Linked DNA regions of Mus musculus: region 2 is linked to region 1. Evidence: chromatin contacts called from public HiCAR-type data. All regions are on one chromosome and are shown on one strand. Each heading gives the region's core, a stretch centred on a gene start, on an enhancer-like site or on the middle of the called end of the contact. The rest is flanking DNA. Distances are from core to core; before and after follow the strand shown. Region 1 holds the start of Lca5l (Leber congenital amaurosis 5-like). Region 2 holds the start of Zbtb21 (zinc finger and BTB domain containing 21).

Region 1 (2,700 bases), core at 153-2,652:
CTCAGGAGACAGAGACAGGCTGATTTCTATGAGTTCAAGGCTAGCTTGGTCTATGTATGGAGTGAGACACTGACTGTAAAAAATATAGAAAAGTATTCAGCAACCTGAAGGAACTATTTATAACATATATCACAGGGTTTTGATACATCAAAAGTTCTTCCAAATCAAGTTTTACAAAGATTTATACCAAGTTTAAAAGTGAGCTAAAAGGCCAGGCTCACCCTGGTAGACCAAGCCACGTGAGAGGCTGGGGTAAGCGGATCACTTAACCCCTTAAATTAGAAGCCAGCATGGACCATGTGGTGGAAATTAAAAATCAAAATCCTAAGGTACTGGGTTCCACCTCTAGTGCTGCCAAAACAAAAGGTAAGCGGGGAAGAGAAATTACAAAATAAGAGAAATGGACCCAGGAAACTGAAATCCCACAGAAGAAAGCCACACCGGTGTTAGAGATCCTAAAATCTGATTAGCTTAGTAGATTACATAATTGTGGCTAAATGGAAAGTGACAGGTTTGAAGCCAAATTACCTTGGCCTATCTTTAGTCTCCTTAATGGACTGGCCACTGTATGGGCCCGTGATTGATATAACATTTACAGGACCGTCAGGTAAATTCTTTTGCAAGCACCGACAGACCCTCACTTCCACCCACCTGAAGCACTTGGGGCCTGTAGATTTTCCTGTTTTGCTGTAACCCGCTTGGTATCTGACGGCACAGCTTACATACTTTACAAGTAGCTTGATTTGTGACTTATTTGTTCTGCGACTATTAAAACTTTACAAAACGTTTACCACGTTGGAACATGATATTTGAGGTAAGATAAATCTGTGTTCCAGGCCACGGTCATTCATATTTAGTTCCAGGATAAACTCTTCCTGTGAGAGCCCTGGTTTTGGGAGGTTTGTTTGTTTGTTTGTTTGTTTGTTTTGCATGACACTAATAAAGCTATTATAGCTTCTTACCCTTCTTAGCAACAAAGAATTTACAATTAAAAATGCCAGTTTTAACAATCAAACTCAAAAATAACAGCTATAATTCTACCACCTGAGTGTCTTAGCCTGTTGTTGGCTTGGAAATACTGTACACCAAACACAGTTTTTGTGCTCGCATTTAGTTTTTGCAAGAAGCACCACCATGTATAAAACCAAGTTAACAGGGACACTCTGTCCCCAGTCCTCTCCCTTCCTGGCACTGCGGCAAAAAGCAGGGTCAGCTATAAATTCCTTCAGCCGCCTGGGTTCCAGCTTCTCTGCGATCTAGACCTCCCAGGCGCCCTTGGCCCAAGTACGCATGCGCGCAACTGGTGCCCCGCCCCGAACCCTGCCATTCCGCCGGCTTTTCCACAGTGCCAAGTACTACGCGTGCGCACACCCGAACTAGCCATCCCAGGAGGCCCCGCGTGGTTTCCATGGCGACGCCCGCGCTTCCTTAAGTCCAGGGTGGAGGCAGCTGCGGGAGCAGCGCGGAGCAGGTAACGGCCTTGGCGCCGCCGCCGCCCCCAGCAGTGGTGGTCTCATCAGCCCGCGTCCGCCTCCCCGGAGCCGCTGGACAGGCCCCTTCCGAGGCCCGGCGCCGCGGGTTCTCTCCGTCCGCTCTATCCTCCGACCTGGCCTTGCCTCGGCGGAGCTGGTAACGTAGCCCCCCGGCGCCTCCCTGCCCGGGAGCAGCGCACACCCATCCGGGAGGATGCGCCGCCGGTGGGATCGCTGATCAGTGTCCCCCTCCACCTCCAAAGTGCAGAGAGCGAGAACGGGTCCCAAGCCTCGGTGCTTCGGAACCCCGAAGCATTCGCTACCCGGCTGGTGCTTTTCCTTCCAACCCTGGCACGCCCCGCGGGGCGTCTGCATCCTTCTGAAACGCTTCACTTGTTTTCCACCCACAGCTCGGCTGTGGGGCTCTTTGTCAACCCACCTCACTATGAGTGCTTTAAGATTTTGTTGTTTTCTTGACAACAGTTAACTCGTTTCGGGCCAGCCTTTTTTGGCGGAGTGTGACACCGGACTTGTTTTCTGTCTGCACAAATCACATAGATGGAGTCATCCCGTTCCAAAGGCTCAATGCCCACGTAAATGCCGCTGAGCCCATAATGTGTATATCAGCCCCGGCCCTTCTCCGAACACCATACGGTGAACTCAGCAGCCTGACCCTGTCTACCAGATGCCTAAGGCGTTTTCCATGCCAGCTTGTCCAAGGTGTCTGATAACCCCGCAGCCAGGCTCCTCTAAGATGCATACATAATCCATCCAGTTGCTGAAAACTTCATTCTTCTTCCACTCATCCGCACTTTTGTATCTAGTTTGACTTTACCAGCACATCCTTACAAAATACACCCAGAATAGATTCAACGGTACCATTTCTCCCAAATGGCAGTCAGTGCCTGGATTATTCCAGAAATGCCTTGCATTTCCCTGATAATATCCTTTCTCTACTTGAGCATGGTCGGTTTTTACTAATAAGATTTTATGGCCGGGCAGTGGTGGCGCACGCCTTTATGAAAACTTTAGTAAGAAATAAACACTGGAAAAAATAGTCAGGGGAGCTAGAGATGATGACCTGTCAACTTCCTCTGAATTACAGTCTAATGCTTTACAGTCACTTAGTAGAGGCAGAAAGAAAGCAAACAGGCACAACTTGCCCCAGCCCCCAAGGCAAGACTTTGCAATATCCAGAGACTGGAAACTAAGTAATGTATGAAATTGA
Region 2 (2,700 bases), core at 89-2,588, 1.8 Mb before region 1:
GGCCATAGGCTCTGCAGCTCCATACTGATTTTCTGCATGTAAAAAAGAGGCCCAATGGTGTGTGGTCCTCTCAAATCCCTCTTTACAAGACCACTTCTTGCTTAACTGCCATACAGTTCAAATACAAATACATTAAAAACAAACAAACAAATAAACAAACCAAAAAAAAAAAAAACCCTTGAATGATTGCAGAAGAGAACTTTCAGTGTGAAATTCTAAAGGGCATAGTCTTGAAATGAAAAAAAAAACTAAATACTCAGAGTTATTCATTTGGAGTCTGTCCCCCCCCCCAATGGATCTACCTATTGCAAGATTCCTTTCTCCACATATCCCTCACACACTTCATAATGCTGTTTCACCTTGATTCACGTAGTTAAAACCCACCTTCAGAAGCATACTTGAAAACCACACACTTCTTGAAACATAGAACACCTAATTTAAGATCTAGGCTTTTGTTTTGTTTTTGTTTTTGTTTTTGGAGACAGGGTTTCTCTGTAGTCCTGGAACTCACTCTGTAGACCAGGCTGGCCCTCGAACTCAGAAATCTGCCTGACTCTTCCTCCCAAGTGCTGGGATTAAAGGCGTGCGCCACCATTGCCCGGCGGATCTAGGCATTTTTAAAGTCTGTTACAGAAATTTCACTTGTTGAGACTGTCTGCTGCTATGTTCCAGGCTCTAGAAAACTTCCGTGGCCTAGAGACCCTTTCTTCACAGCTGGAATTTGTAGTTTGGCATTTGTTACCCAGCTGCCTGGTTTTGGCGTACAGTCATCTGACAAATGGCATTGTAATTTTCATGCAAAGAGGCTAAAAGAGAACTGGTGTTGCAGGGAAAAAGGTTAATCGTTCTTTGTCTTTTGTTTTGAAATGAGCCAGGGCCTCACTCTGTAGTTCAGAATAGTTAACGGGAAATCTGCCTCAGTGTCCTGGATGATGGGATTCCTTGCATGCACCACCCTTCCCAGCTTCAACACCATTTTAAAAGGGTAAGGTTTGGATATGTGTTTGAAAAAGCCACAGAGCGAATAAGGGGAACCTGGGAACCCAACTTGTTCACTGCCGCTTTCTCCAGGAGGAAGAAATGGAGATGAGCTATTTTCCCGATAGCTCCACATTCCGCATTCAGGGGCTTTCCGCGACCACATGCGTACCCTGGGGGCGTCCCTACGCTCTGCTGCTCGTGCCCGCGCCTCACCGGAGAGGCACCAACGCGCCGGACCCAACGCGGCCGCGCTCCCGCAGGCCCGCCCTCGGCCCGCCCCCAGCCGCCCGGCACCCAATCCCAGCGCCACGCACGTGACGAGCGCTGCTTGCGATGACCTCATCCCTGGTGTGGGATGACGTCAAATTCAAGATGGATGGAATCACAGCGGCAGTGGAGGCTGCGGGTTGCGCGAGCCGAGTGTGAGCGGAAAGGGGCTTGGCGCCTGCCCCAGGGCTGAAGAGCGGTGAGTAACCGTCACGCTCCGCGCCCTAGGAGGACGTCGGGCCCGGTCGGGGACTACGGCCTCTCCGCAAAACGCGGCCTTTCCTGACGTAACTCTGAGGTGATTTCTCTTCTTTTTTTCCTCCACCAGTGGGTTGCGGGCGTCGGGCCCTTTTACGCGTGCGCGGGGCCGCGGTCCTCACCGAGCATGCCCAGACTCCCACGTAGTCGAGCGTGTCCAAGCACTGCGCATGCTCTCTGCCCGCATTTGGCCTCGCCCTCGCTCCTACGCATGCTCAGCCTCCAGGCCGCTGAGCTGCTCACCCTGGCCCGGGCGGCCTGAGTAGCCGCGGTGTGCGTCTGGGGTGCTGGCCACAGCATAGCCGTTGAGACGCCGCTGCGGGTTAGGGCGCGCTCTCTGGGGCGGGCGGGCGGCGCGCGCTCGCGCGGGGCTGGGAAACTGGCGGGCGGTGGCGGCGGCGGCGGCACCCACACCTGCAGCGGCTGGAACGTGACAGCCTGGCAGCCAGCACCTCTGGGGCCACCTCGTTTGCCCATGCACACCCTATCGGACCCCTCACCCCCACCCTCGGGCCCAAGGCTTTTCTTAGGAGAAAGACCCTCTTTCGGGGACATAGCACGGAAGACCTCCCTGCAGCTCACATCTTGGCCGGGGTCTCCCCCATCTCCCTGGCTTGGTTATTTGGAGCACCTTTGAGTGCTTCCTCTGCAGAGACTGCACCTTGTAATCAAAGAACCATGCACATATGTGCCCCCGAGGCTCTGGGTTCTGGAGAACCGCACACTACAGAACGTGTACAGAGAGCCTTAAACAGGTACTCCCTAAGGTTGCCCGACACAGGGGTGGTGTTGGGGGACACTGAGCCGCCCTTTGAAGCTTGGCATTTTTTTGTGTGTTGCATGAACTCCAATCGCTTCTACATCTTTGGACATCTATCTGTGTTACAGCATAGTCTGGTGATTGTTCATCAGCATGACCCTGAGTCATAAGTTCCTGGGTTTGTTTCATGGTCCTCCCACCTTGTTTCAGAGGCTGAAAGTAGGTTAATCCATGTTAGTGTTTCCACTGAAAACCTTCCTCCACTTCTAGTGATTAATCATTACCCTTAACCTTACCCCTAAATATTGACGTTAAAGTAGAAATTTGGCTTACGTAAAAATGACTCTTTAATTCAGCCGATGCACTTAACAGCATAGTGTTTTCATTTAGTATTTATTGAAAGTATAGGGAGTGTCATTCTTAGGAAATAGAAA

Evidence for each region. HiCAR-type assays count read pairs that join an accessible place to other places.
Region 2: a contact with region 1 is called in a HiCAR-type map of astrocytes, with 2.6 times the contacts expected there. The contact joins the promoter of Zbtb21 here to the promoter of Lca5l in region 1.

What each region holds. Positions count from the first base shown.
Region 1 is chr16:96,190,959-96,193,658 of GRCm38.p6, reverse strand. It overlaps Lca5l (Leber congenital amaurosis 5-like), which reads left to right and starts at 1,402. Exons shown (of 11, transcript NM_001001492.2): 1 at 1,402-1,471.
Region 2 is chr16:97,961,260-97,963,959 of GRCm38.p6, reverse strand. It overlaps Zbtb21 (zinc finger and BTB domain containing 21), which reads left to right and starts at 1,338. Exons shown (of 3, transcript NM_175428.4): 1 at 1,338-1,546.